Regions from separate parts of the Zea mays genome. Here region 2 is linked to region 1. The links are chromatin contacts, called in public Hi-C maps. All regions are on one chromosome and are shown on one strand. The core of a region is the stretch at or near the end of the contact, and the rest is flanking DNA. Distances in the headings are between cores, read along the strand shown.

Region 1 (7,249 bases), core at 2,443-4,942:
GTTTCCTTGGGTCGAGCTCATCTGGCCTGGTTGTGATCCGAGGGCCTATCTTGCTAGGCAAGCCGTCTAGAGGCCCATCAGGCGGCCATGAAGCATTTCTGTGTTCATAAGGACCTAGGGGATATCTATCTCCGACAGGTTTTGTGACTCAATGACCAAACCGATGCAGGTAGCGCACTCCATACACGCCTCCATGACATGTACATGTGTCCCGTCAGTCCTTGACAGTGTTAGTGGCACAATCCGCTCCACCATGAGCCTATCAGTGTCATCAGGTATCATCTGTCACAACTATTCACTAGTTCCTCTAGTCTTGCGGCCAATTCTCAGCGCTCATTCTTCACCGGTCTCGGTCCATCAATATGAATCTGTATGACCTTATCTTCGTCGTTGATCACTGTCTTTGCACTCCACGCTGCGTATCATGGGTCAATAGACACGTTGCATGTACTCACGGTCTGATTAGTTCACCTATCTGAACCAAAAATATTACTTCGTAGACTATTACTTATCACAAACATGTACTCCCTCTATCCCAAATGAAATTTTGTTTTAGTCTTTTAGTGGATTCATACAACAATTGATGTATGTGTTTTGTGTGTGTATATATATATATGTCTAGATTTATTATCATCTATTCAAATATAGAAATAAAAACAAGAGCTTAAATGGATAGTAATTTGGGGCGGAGGGAGTATTAATCTTTTGTTCACATAGACTATCTCCAACAGACTCTCTATTTCACTCCCTATCTCACCTTTATTTCCTAATTACTTGGCCAAGGGCGTCCCATTCCACCCTTGTGGTAGCACTGTTTTCCCGGGTGGTTCTCCATGTTCCAATTAACACGATGATCTCTTATTTGAAAACACATTTTTTTTGAGTTTTCCTAATTTACCCAAAATAGAATTTTAGGGTGTTACACAAACCGATGCAGGTAGCGCACTCCATACATGCCTCCATGACCTATACACTGTACACATGTGTCTCGTCAGTCCTTGACTGTGTCGGTGGCGCAATCCGCTCCGCCATATCCTCATGCCTATCACATATATTCACTAGTTCCTCCAGTCTCTTGGCCAAATCTCAGCGCACCGGTCTAGGTTCATCGATAGGAATCCGTATGACCCTATCTTCACCGAACTGTCTTTGCACTCCACACATACGTATCACAGGTCAATAGACACGTTGCATGTACTCACGGTCTGATTAGTTCACCTATCTGAACCAAAAATATTACTTCGTAGACTATTACTTATCACAAACATGTACTCCCTCTGTCCCAAATTAAATTTTGTTTTAGTCTTTTAGTGGATTCATACAACAATTGATGCATGCGTTTTGTGTATATATATGTCTAGATTTATTATCATATATCTACGTAAATATAGAAATAAAAACAAGAGCTTAAATGGATAGTGATTTGGGGAGGAGGGAGTATTAATGTTTTGTTCACATAAACTATCCCAAACAGACTCTATTTCACTCCATATCTCACTTTTATTTCAAATTCCACTCTGCAACTGCAACAGTGTGGCAAGCTGCACCTGTAGCTGCGTTGGCAACCTGCAGACTGTAGCTGAAATGGCATGGCAGTAGCTCATAGCTGGCCGCCTGATCCAAGCGGGAATATCCCACATGGCTGTGCTGTAAAATACAGAATCTTACTGTCGCCCTCAGCTTGGCACGCGCTGTGTTGCAGTGTTCTTTTTTTTTTTTCTCCAGAGCCCCGACAGGAAGCCTGGGCTCAGTGGAGAGTGTACTACTGTTGCGTTAGCTCTCCCTGCCCTGCTCGGTAAACTTGGGCGTGTTTTCGTTTCACCCCAAGAGGATAGATAAATCTGGGGATAGGGTGGGAGGGGAGACAGGGGTCTCCAATGATGTGGAGCAAAAGGACAGAGAGCAGTCTCGCATGTGCACATGCCCTTCTTGGACGCTTCCTCTGGTATCCTAGCTGCCTGCTATCTATCTATCTATCTATCTGGTCAGCAGTACATTGACGCATGGATTAAATCCCCTCCCGCACGCACGTACTACATCTTCATCATAGCATCCTTTTCAAGTAGGATGATTGTAGATCACCAGTTGATGTGACGTGCTAGCTAGCAAATATATATATTCTCAATTCTCCTCCGGTAAAAAGGATCAGATCAGATCCCGCGATATCAACAATTGCCGCCTGTCTGTCTATCTACGACCACGTATAACCTGAAGAAATGGACTTGACAGAAACAAGAAATAGACTTAAAAACTGATAATAATTCCGCATGTAGAATAGTATTTCCTCTTGTGTTCGATCTTGTCCGACCCGCTAACGCAGCAGAATCTGCAAGGTCCCTGCATGCAGTGTGAGAATCATCCTACTACTTCCATCCTGAGCGGAGGATTATTGTCCGTCGAATATTTTTTTGCCATTGTCTTTATTATTGTTTTTTTATGGAGTGTCTGATTGGTAGGTAGCTAGGTACACACGAGTCCACGTCGTTCTAATGAGTAGAGAGTTCAATCAGTGTTCAGCACTCAGCAGTGACCATTATCATAATAATACGACAGATGTCCCCCATACACGTACGTCCAAATGACCCTGTATGATCATTATCACACGACGATGTGTTTTAATTAGTACTTTGTTTGCTCTAGCTAGATGAATGTGTGTGGTTTACTTCATGTGTCTGTAGTGCATATAGTCTTATAGGCGATCGATGATAAGCAATAATAACAACAAGGAGCTGAAGAGCTAGGCAAAAAACAAAAACAAAAATCCATACCACACACTCCGATCCGACACATGCATAGAAAACAAATGAAATGCGTTCTTACTTCCAGTTCCAGCCTATTGACACAGCCACCAGCAGCGAAAGCATCTCTCTCTCTCTCTCTTGCACTCAGAGCTGGAGCAACGGGCCGGGGGCTGGCTTTCTTCCCAGCCAGATCTTAACTACTAGCTAGACACACACACACACGCACGTCCATATGACCATATGTGACCAATAACCAATCGCATATATAGGGGCTACTACTTTGGTGGGGTGGTGGCAGGCAATGGCGTGGGTGACCGGCGGCACAGGCTACACACCGTACATGTGAGAGAGCCTCCGGAGGAGTGCCACCTTCAGCTCCAGCGCGCAGATGTACTCGGCGGTCCGCCGGAGCACCACGTCGACGTCTGCCTTCCGGCGGCGAGCGCCCGCTGGCACGATCTTCTTCAGCTCCCGCAGCCGCCTCAGCACCATGAGCTGGAACGGCCGCCTTCTCCTCAGTGACACCATCCCTCTGCTGGTTCTCCCTCCTTTTCCTGCTAGTGTCACCATGGACTCTATCTCTCTGTGTCTGTCTGTCTGTCTGGCTCTCTCTCTCTCTAGTTTTAGCAAGTGTTGAGCTGTATTAGGCTTGTGGTGGTGTGTGTGGTGCGCAGGGGGAGTGCATATTTATAGTGTGAGAACCTGAGCTGAGAGGAGGAGGGGCGCGTGCGATTTCACTTGGCCATGTGGGAGAGGAGGAACTAGGTTCTAAGCTGTATGTAGACTGAGCTGTAAGGAGGTATGCTTGGAGGAGCTACTATCACTGACCATCAGTTTTTGTTTTGTTTTGTGTGTTTTTTTTCCTTCCTTCTGAACTTGCCCATATCTTATGACTGTGCGCAGCTATTATTGGCTAGTAGTAGTAGCTAGGGTGGCCGCTCCCCTGTTTAGTAGTAGTATACTTTAATCCAAAGAGGAAAACCTATAAGAACCTCCACGCGGCCCCCCACCCAATGCTAGTCAAATATAGCATGGGCTGCCTGATCTCTTGACGCAGCTAATTACTCTTGTTCTCCGTATCATCATCATCAACGTACCAATCGTTTCAGCATGCAGGTTGGCTCTGGCTGTTGAGGCTAGAGGACAGACAGGTCGAGGAACTGGGCCATAATTGCTTGACGTCTCCACGTCTCGTGCACTTGTTTTCTTCCATGCCATGGCTCGATATCTGTCCTCGCGTGTGTGCTGTGTGGTCTGTCTATCTCAATCCAACCTGATGCCGAAATGGCCACTGCAACGAATGAATAGCCGCACGTCGTCCCGAGAGCTGAACCACTTGGCATGGCATATATGATTGCTGGTCGTCGTCTCAACAACCACATATAAAAAAAAGGGGGTCAGCTCAGCTGTATGTATGTAAATTTCTAGCTAGCTGGTTTTATCAGCAACAAGTGGGCCAAACTAAGTAACAGAACTCTGCAGCCAAACGTTAGCAGAGCCCATTCCTTAATGTAATCTCCAGTATAGAAAGACTGGAGAGAAGAACTGTCCAGTGCCCGATCTGATTCGATCGGTTTATTATTATTGATCGGTTAATGAAGCCACGGTGGCATGCGGATGCGGCCCAGTGCCAGTGCCAGTGGAGTGGATCCTTGTTGCACGTGCTGCTGCTGCCTGTCGGTATTGGGTGTTCGGGAACGACGGCGAGACATTTGTGGATATGTCTACGCACCTCGGTCTCGGTCTCTCTTGCGCCTTCATCTGCATCTCATCATCAGGTCGCCGCTCCCCCTTTGCAGAAACAGGGGATCGAGAGGGCCGACACCGATCTCAACTCTTCTCCTCCGATGAATTCGAAACAGGAGAGGGGGCATAAATGGGGAGGGAGAGATCGCATTCATCACCGCCAGCTCTCAGATGCATCTTCTGCGAGATCTGTCGCGTGTGCCCATGGTATGCGTGTTTCTGCGGCCTGTCTGACGGACGCGTTCTCCGGCTGTCTTTTACCAGCCGTGTCCGTGTGGCATTCTTCTCTCTCTCTTCTGGAGTTCTCGGCGTGAGCGTGACAGTGCACGACGTGGAGCTTGACAAGTCAGAGCGCTGAATGCTGATGATGATGACCGATTAAACGTCGCCGCTTTATTAGGAGACGGCGACGCTTCTGCACTGTAATCATACTCTTCTTCTGTCCTGGAACTCGCATGTCGGCACCCTGGCTGGCATCTGGCGTAGTAGTAGAGAGAGAGAGAGGTAGCAGGGATCTGAGTTCTCGATCGATATGGCATGCCGGGGTCACTGTGGTGCCGTCACTCCAGCCGTCCACTCGCAATTTGGACAGACAGTGCCACGATGCTCTTGACAGGCAGTGCCCAGGCCCGAATCTTTTCAAATTCTGTGGATCGCGCTAGCTGGCTGGCTGCCCGCCGTGTATAGCCTGTAACCCGCCCGAAACGATTCTCAAACGATAGCTAGAACCGTTACCCACAGCCCACACAGGCCACCACAGGACACAGGAGATCAGGAACGAGCGTAGCACATATCTTAGACTATCAGATTTCATATCACACTCTTTATTTCAAACTACACTCTATAAACAAACAGTATAAATCTACAGTAGAAAACATGACCATTTACACGACCTACCGAAGATAGTACGATCTCCAGCAGGCTGTGTAAATAGCCGTACAAAGTACTGTTTTGCACTGTTTTTAAAGTAGAGTTTAAAATATTGAGTAAGATAGAGAGTCGGATAGGAATTGTGTTGGAGATAGTCTTAACTATCCTAGAATGCATGAGAGTTGTACCAACTTGAGGCAGTCTTCATTTGCGCGTGACAATTGAGAATGGTTTCGGGGGCATTGAAGAGCTACTTTTTGTCGTTTAGACAACAAACCCTTCCATCCGTATAACATCCAAGTGAAGCTTGCCCTTGCATATTATTGAAAGAAACAAAATGCCAAGTGGAAGGGCGAATAGGAATAACATGAAATTCACAAAAAAAAATATTTGTAGTCGATAAATTTACTAGTATCAAAATTTGTGGTCCTAAGCAGAACTTATGGACTTATCCAAAAACTCCAATCTTCGAATCACGGAAAGTATTGAACTAACTAAGGCCTGTTTGCCAACATTGTTTAGATACAACCGCTAGGACAAAAGAGCTCAAAGCATGTGGTAGGATTTAATTCAGAGATGATATGACAATGCAAATGGTACATCCTCAACAGCCGAGAGGTATTTTATTTAGAGTGTAAGCAGGAGCAATAGAAATGGTACATCTGCAAATCCGAGTCAAGATGATGTGGTTATTGTTGATGGACCCGAACCACAACCACAACCCGAACAAGAACCACCACAAAAGAGGGGGGGGGGGGGGGGGAGAACAAGTGCATATCCGATCCGTGTCATTATATAACTTTGTAAAAAAGCCGTTTGCTCTAAGATATAATAATTCCACTTGAAAAAAATAGAGAAAGTAGAAAAAAATGAAGGGAAAAAACAATAACTAGAATTAGATCGTACTATGGATTAAAAATATAAGTATCTATAAATACATTGGAGATTCAAAAAATACACTCTAGCATATTTTAGAACGAAATCTAAAATTCTACGAACGCATCATTTTTGAAGTGGAGGGAGCTAGTACCTACGTACGTACGTACGTCGCCCTGTCTAAATAATAGCTCCTCAAATAAGCATTTACCAAGCTGCTAAATTTGCTTTAAGAGTAAAAAAGATCAATCTCCAACAGTTCCTGATATATAGGAAGCTAAAACTGTTTTGAATCTTGGATGTGCCTATTTGTTTCTGCGCCGCCAGCAAGTTCATGCCAAAGTTGAGCACCAGTCGCGCTGGCGAACGAAGCCTGCACATGCCTTCGATTGAATCACGCCGTCCGTGTGTATATATATAGCCATTGATCATTTGTTTTTGTTCATACGTACAGAGGATTAGAAGTGTAGAGGTACAAGTGCTACTTTCACTAGACACATCTAAACATAAAATAATTCAAAACACACGGAATAGACAATGAGTTAAACCACCATTTGAATTAAAGCATCTTTGTTTAAAATACACAATGCAGATGCATTTAACGTTCAATTGGAAGACCCTTGGTCTTTATCAAACTATACAGCGTGTTCAGCCTCACTATAAATATGGTACAAATCCTTGCCGACGAGAGCCAGGACGGTGTCGAGGAGGTGGAGCCTCACTATAAATATGGTACAAATCCTTGCCGACGAGAGCCAGGACGGTGTCGAGGAGGTGGCCAGGCAGATGAGTTGGGGAAGGGAAGCCCAGGCCCCGCTGGCGGGGATGGAGGTCAGGCGACAGGGACGAGATCTCCTGAGGTGGAAGAGAAAAAATGGCGCGAGTGGGTTCTGGCGGCGAGGCCAACGCGCCAGAACAAGACGCGAAAGTAAAAAATGGCATGATTGGATTTTTCGGGAGTAGAAAACTAGTTGCTACATGTAGAGACCAAATTAGCTAGAATAGCAACTTAGCAA
Region 2 (7,370 bases), core at 2,590-5,089, 220 kb after region 1:
GGTTCAGAGAAATTGTTAATTGGGACGTACAAACTGCACCGGAAGTATCAGATGTACTTCGGCTTAACAAAAGCCCAATCCGACATGAAATCGAGGTCTACTTTCCGAATCTTGATTGCACATCACCATGAATTTACGAGTATGCAGCAAACAGCACAGAAAACGATTCATCCACCTGATAGTACGAATATGAACACGGCAAAGACAACCAGTTCATATAGATTATTATCAGCATTTTAGGGCCTGTTTGGTGTGGTGTCTAATTTGTTATAGTTCAACTAAATTTTTCTATCTAAGGTTAGTTCTTCAATTTGACTTATTAACCTTAAAGTTTAAAGACAGGTAGCCAAGAACCAAACAACCCTTTACTCTTCGGATCTTTCCGCCTGCTCATTTCAGCAGTATTAGACACCTGCCAACCATGCATGCAAATACAAAGACAACTGCCGATATAGTATCCACTGGTCTTGTTGAATATGGTAATTATATCCTCGATGGCTACCATTAAAGGGAGGACACCACAGGAGAACAAACTAAATTAAGCGAAGATGGTGGCTGCGTGCTATTTTTTCTTCCATGGCTAAACATGGCATCCACATTCCAAACAAACATACAGAAGAAGAAAAAAAGCCATAGCTGCATCTTGCTTGAGTAACTGCATATGGATCATTTGGTAGCAACACCAGCCTTTTGAGATTTGCTATTATGTTCACTGGACTGACTGGACGCTGTTGCAGCTGGTGGAACATATACCTTAGCTCTGCGAAGAATTTCAGCAACAACCCAGTGCTTATATCTGCTCAAGGGCCTAGAAGGGTCCAGCCTAACCTGAAAGAACAGTATACAGCCATCATAAAAAGAGTTCTGAGAGGAAAACTAATTTATCGTGAATGGACTTCAACAGAACCTTAGTTCAAAGGAACGCTAGCTCCCAATAAACAGATAAAGAGACTAGGGAGTCTTAGATGCAATGCAAATAGTTAATCTGTTATGTATGGCCAGACCTATGTTAGGCGCAATAGGGCCAAGGCTGGCTAGAGGGGGGCGCCAGATGGGCCCAAGGCCCAATAGATCAGCTCTATCTCTATCTAGATAGTTATACTTATCCAAAGCTAGTAGATAGACTTGAGAAAAGCTCTATATATAGATCTGTAAACACTTGAATAAAGGCAAGCAGAATACCAATTTATTCTGGCTTCCCAGATGAAGCCAGAGTCTCCTGGAATCTTCTCCCTGCGCGCGACCCAGCCAGGGTCACGACAGCGCCCCAGCGCCGCCGCCCTTCTCGAGCCCAATCCCCACCCTACAACCTGCGCAATCTTCCTGGTAGGATCCATAGTTCTACCATAATCTCATCAACATAATATAAAGAACAAGGAGCAACCAATTTCCTCCTAAAAATTCTCAAACCTCAAAATGCCTAGAAAATTCATTTTAGTGAAAACCAGATTTCCTAAAAGGATTTAGCCTAACAACCACAAAAGCTTTGTTTGGAAACTCCAACCAATTTGCATATACAAAAAAACTATGGTTTCCACAAAACCAGGATTTTGAGTTTTAACAAAAATGTCAATTAAGCATTTTTTACAAATCTGGATATCCACGTTCAACTGATGAATATCTTCGTTTCTCAGCTTCTGTGGTAGTGCATGGAGATCATTAGTTTCATGACAACTAACTCGACTAGGCTCGATTAGTTGATCTGGTCGACGACTAATCGACTGGTCGGTAACTACATGACTAGGCCTGACTAGACGACTTGAAAAAAAATGGTGTTTAGATTAGGTTTTCCTTTCTCCATTAAGAGCCAGCTTCAGGGGATGACCTCCACCTTGGATGGCTCACTCAGCGGGTTGCAAGCAGGTTGAATACAAATCTGACCTCCCACACACACAGGCGTGCACACACACACAAAATAAAGAAGTAAAACATCTGCAGTCACTCTCCTGTGGTGCCACAATGGGAATAAAATGCGCCCAACCTACCAGGGGTTGGAATGGTTATGGTGATCTGTCCAGGAATGTGGTATTCTATTCTATCTGAGTATAGTTATTAAATCTAGATGTGTGTGAGGTATGCATGTGTTGGGTTCGTGTGTGTTCATAGTAGTTATATTCTGGCATTATCAGATTACTAGTCAATTTAGTGCACTAGTGTAATTTTTCAAGAGTCAGCTACTAGTAGAAACCAGCCTAGCATCAAACCACCATGTAGCCCATCTAAGCAGTGGTTAGACACCATTCAGTGTATGTCTAGCACGTATGAGAACACTAATTAAACCTACAAATTAAGGTGTCATCCCCGGTGCCACCCGCCTAGCACCAAACCACCATGTAGCCCTAAGCAGCATCAGCCGATGTATATCTAGCACTTATGAGGACACTGATTAATCCTGCAAAATCAGGTGTCATCCTCAGCGACCTTAGAGTGGATGACTCCTGTCAGACCTCATTCAAAACGTCAAGCCTGCAGTAGAGAGATCACTGAACACTGACACATAGTAACAATAGCAACCACATGCATCCAATATATAACTGAACGTAATTCAGCTCTTTTAAACACTTGACGCTAGTGGCCAAGGACATTTTTACCCAGGCGTATGGGTGGCAGTCTAGCCTTAGGATCAACTGTCATTAGTGCTTGAGGTCTACCATGTCGTTTTTTTTTCCTTTTCTTTTTAGGTTGTGTGCATCCTGATATGCAGAGCCGGAAGTGTTTTCAAGACAATCATCTCGATGTATGGACTTGAAAATTCAATAAAGCTTCCTTTATCGAAAAAAGATAGATACCATGTGATTTCCAACTAATCTAGGCCTAAGAGTACCTAACAATTGAAATGCCATTATTCACCCATCCGATTTTTTTTTCATTTACCACTGATGTATCTATCCAAAAATTTGCAAAAGGGTGTGAAAATGCAACTTCCGCGTGACCAATTAGTTGGACTACAAGGCCAGAGCTCACTACAAAGGATCGAGGGGTTGGCGACAAGGCTAAAGAGGATTTTTCTTGCTAGTGCCTAATTCATGGACAGAGGGAGATCGACATGAAGTGGATAGCTGATATGCAGCTACCGTCCTTCTGAAATCGAAGTGCGAGAAGCTACAAATGGCTTCAGCAGTGTCTTTTTCAGCATCCAGGTGTAAAAACTCTGAGGCCTTGCTTGGTACCGTTGTCCGTAAAACTGCTTAAACTTATGTGTGGGTGCCTGAAATTAAGCCTTGCCTAGTGCTAGCTGGTCTGTAAACGCTCTTTAACGCTTGGTCCTAATTCCCGAGTGCGATGCTAGAGATGCGGAACTCTAAAAAAATAGTTCGCCTACCCAAAAACCCCAGGCGCCGAGTAGCTAACAATTAGGACTATCCAATAACAAATTGACACCAGTCTAAGCATCGCCAATTTTCACAGCCTTACAGCATCAGAACGAGGAAGGGGCGGATACGACGATGCAGCAATAATTACCGACCCGGTCGCCAATGTTGCAGGAGTCAGCCTCGTCGTGTGCCATGAACTTAGAGGTGCGCTTGACATAGCGGTTGTACATCTTATAGTGGAAGAGGCGGTCCACCGCAACCACCACCGACTTCTGCATCTTGTTTGACACCACGATCCCCACGACCGGCTCCATCCCTGCTCCCTCGGCAGAAGTGACTCTCTCTCCTCGACGACGAACCGAATACCCCACGCGGCGCCCCTGCTGGAGGCGAAACTGAAGGCGGAGGCGGTGACGCACAGGTTGGACGGCGCTTGCCCGACGGCGACAGGGGCAGTGGGGCAGCCCAGGCTGTGGCCTGTGGTGCCTGGCTAGGGCGTCCGCCACTGGACCGGGGGAAAGGGAAGGGACTCAGCTCAGGAGGGCCTCTGACAATGCGCTGTATAAAATTTAGGAATTAGAATTGGATACTATTTTTATTTATTTTTAAACTAAAAATAATTTATGGTCCTAACAGATTATAAAGAAGTATTTAGATTTATCATCTCAGTAATAGGCCGTAGCGGCGGGTATGTGTTTAGGCAACAATTATTATGCAAGCAGTCCTTCTTTACAAACGTGCAAGCAAACCATCTGGTCCATTAAATTACGATTCAATTACAAATACAACCATGGTTTGTTAGAGTGTTTTTTATAAAGATTATTGAGCTGGTGGTGGAAGGGTTTAAGTGTTAAATGTGACCTACGGTTGGATCACGATCTAATGAACCAGATAATTTGCTTGCACGCTTGCAAAGAAGGCTGCTTGCATAGCAGTCGTTGCCGTGTGTTTAACAGGTCGTCTGATCTAAGGCTGAAAACGATAGCAAACGATCGGAAAAAGGCTCCACCACTTTCACTTTCAAATTATTTTGACGGTATAAAAAACGATACGATATTATCGAAAACGAAAACGACATCGATATTTTGATAATGTCGATAACAAAAGTATATGATCGAAATTGCATCGATAACGATCGAAAATTACCAAAACGATTATTTTTGAAATGATAATGATTAACATATCAAACAATAGAACATGACAGTAACCATGTAAGTATATGAATCGATAACATGTAAGTATATGAATCGATAACGATCGAAAATTACCAAAACTATTATTTTAAAATGATAATGATAAACATATCAAACAATAGAACATGACAGTAGCCATGTAAGTATACGACTTGATCGATCCCATACAACAATATGTGCGAACCAATTAGAAAATAGATTTTAGTTTGAATAGTCACACCACCTTAATAGATTTTGGGAGATGTACTAATTTTGACCATCTCCGTAAATCCAGTTTGAGAGATGGATATTTTGTAACCAACTCCGTAAATAAAATAATCGTCTTTGAAATCCTCTAGAAGACAAAACGATCAAGAATATCCCAATCTGATAAATCAGTCCAAACGGGTTTACTAATAGGATGCCCCAATCCAGTACAAAATGGAGCTTTTAATAAGGATCCGACAAGGGGAGTTGCAAGGACTGTGGTATCAAATTTTTCATTCGAGTATCTATTAGAAAAGAATTCTCCAACATTTGATTCCTTACTAACAAAGTATTTATTGGTACACTTGAAAGGTACCCCAGAAAATCGAAGCAAGAGTTTGTTAATTGGTTTAAACGAATCCTTTGTGGTTGAGTCCAAAAGGAGAAAAAAAATATTGCGAGAATAGATCTCACAAAAATATTAAAACAATACTTCACAATACAAGTGGCAAGCATTGTCCACACATACATATAGTTAGAAAGTCAACATAATTGGTATCGTCCTAGTCCTTCTGAGGTCATCGTGCAAATCATGAATATATGTATCAAGAGTAGTAATTGAAAAGAAACTATAAATAAGATCCATAAAAGATTCGAACAAATCTAAACTACATAACATTAGATAGACCTTGATTTTAGACAAAATAATAAAATTTGTTTCATATTTTTCAAAGCACGGATGAATCTTTTATGAATTTATAAAGATCAGTTCAAATTTAATGTTTTTCTATAAAAAAATATTGAATTCATTACAAACGATAAAATATCGAATAAATACAGTAATTTTCGAAAACGGGCGGAAGAGACTCAAATCGCTTTCGTTTCCGTTTTCGAGTTTTTTGTACCGATTTCGTTTCCGTATTTTCGGTAACTGTTTCCATTTCCGTTTAGTCCTAAATTTAGGTAAAATTTCAAACGATTTCCGGTAATCAAAAATTATTGTTACCATTTTCACTCATAGTCCGAATAAACCATTTTTTAAATAACTCAAGTGGAACAAGCCACTTCAAGATCAACACTAATTAATGTTTACGTGGACAGGCATATGTTTTTTTTGTAAACTACATTATTCATAAATCAATATATTAGATTTTATTTATAAGACTAAATTAAAACTAGATGCCTATTTAGGGGGTGTTTGATTACTTTAGTCACCCTTCTAAACTTTAGGGACTAAACTTTAGTCCCTAAAAATTCTATTTGAAAGACATATTTTAGTCATCCCATTGATATTTTAGTGATTAAAAGTGACTCACTAAAGTTAAGGAGATTGGAACTGAAAGTCGCCTAGAGGGGGTGAATAGGCGTAATCTGAAATTTACAACTTAAAACACAAGCTACAGACCGGGGTTAGCGTTAGAACTTAAATCGAGTCCGAGAGAGAGGGTGGAAACAAATCAACCAAGAAATATAGCGGATGAACACGGTGATTTGTTTTTACCGAGGTTCGGTTCTAAAGAACCTAGTACCCGTTGAGGTGGTCACAAAGACCGGGTCTCTTTCAACCCTTTCCCTCTCTCAAACGGTCACTTAGACTGAGTGAGCTTTCTCCTTAATCAAACGGGTCACTTAAACCCCGCAAGGACCACCACACACTTAGGTGTCTCTTGCTTTGATTACAATTCACTTGGGAACAAGAATGAGGAAGGAAGGAAGCGATTGAAGCACAAGAGCGCAAAAGAACACGAACAAACACTCTCTCAAGTCACTAGGTGGTTGGAGTGAATTTAGGACTTAGAGAGGCTTTGATCTTTTGATTTGTGTCTAGGAGTGAATGCACTAGCTCTTGTATTGAATGAAAACTTCAGAAGACTTGGATGCCTTGAGTTGTGGTGGTTGGGGGTATTTATAGCCCTCAACCACCAAGTGGCCGTTGGGGAAGGCTGCGGACGATGGGCGCACCGAACAGTCCGGTGCGCCACCGGACAGGGCCTATTCACTGTCCGGTGCGCCGCCACGTCACCCAACTGTTAGGGTTCGGGAGCAGTCGACCGTTGGCGTCGTTGTCTTCTAGTGGCACCGTACAGTCCGGTGCCACACCGGACACTATCCGGTGCGCCTCTGACTCTGTCGGTGCACTGTTCATGCGTCAGGTACTTTTGCAGTCGACCGTTGCGCGCAGATAGCCGTTGCCCGCTGTCTCACCGGACAGTCTGGTGAATTATAGTGGAGCGCGCCTGTGGAAACCCGAGAGTGGTTGGTTGGACTCAGTACGATCCTGGTGCACTGGACATTGTCCGGTGGCACACCGGACAGTCCGGTGCGCTAGACCACAGCACACTTGGTTTCATTTGCTCCTTTGAATTTGATCCCTAACTTGAATATTTATTGGTTTGAGTTGAACCTTTATGCACCTGTAGAACATGTATTATAGAGCAAACTAGTTAGTCCATAGATTTGTGTTGGGCATTCAACCACCAAAATTAATTGTGGGAAAAGGTTAACCCTATTTCCCTTTCAATCTCCCCTTTTTTGGTGATTGATGCCAACACAAATCAAAGCAAATATATAAAGTGCAGAGATGAACTAGTTTGCATAAGGTAAGTGCATATGTTGCTTGGAGTTAAACCAATTGATAATCTTACTAGATATGAGTGGATTGCTTTCGTTTATTTAA

The links. A called contact is a pair of places that touch in the nucleus more often than the background predicts.
Region 2: a contact with region 1 is called in a Hi-C map of leaf, with 5 times the contacts expected there. The contact joins the promoter of LOC100194399 here to the promoter of LOC100277208 in region 1. A contact is called at or near these places in 5 of 25 Hi-C or Micro-C datasets (bundle sheath, ear, endosperm and 2 more).

What each region holds. Positions count from the first base shown.
Region 1 is chr1:215,808,059-215,815,307 of Zm-B73-REFERENCE-NAM-5.0, forward strand. It overlaps LOC100277208, which reads right to left and starts at 3,693. Exons shown (of 1, transcript XM_008666409.4): 1 at 2,744-3,693. The coding sequence starts at 3,311. The coding sequence ends at 3,069.
Region 2 is chr1:216,025,060-216,032,429 of Zm-B73-REFERENCE-NAM-5.0, forward strand. It overlaps LOC100194399 (30S ribosomal protein S17, chloroplastic), which reads right to left and starts at 3,840. Exons shown (of 2, transcript NM_001309900.1): 1 at 3,467-3,840; 2 at 374-828. The coding sequence starts at 3,628. The coding sequence ends at 667.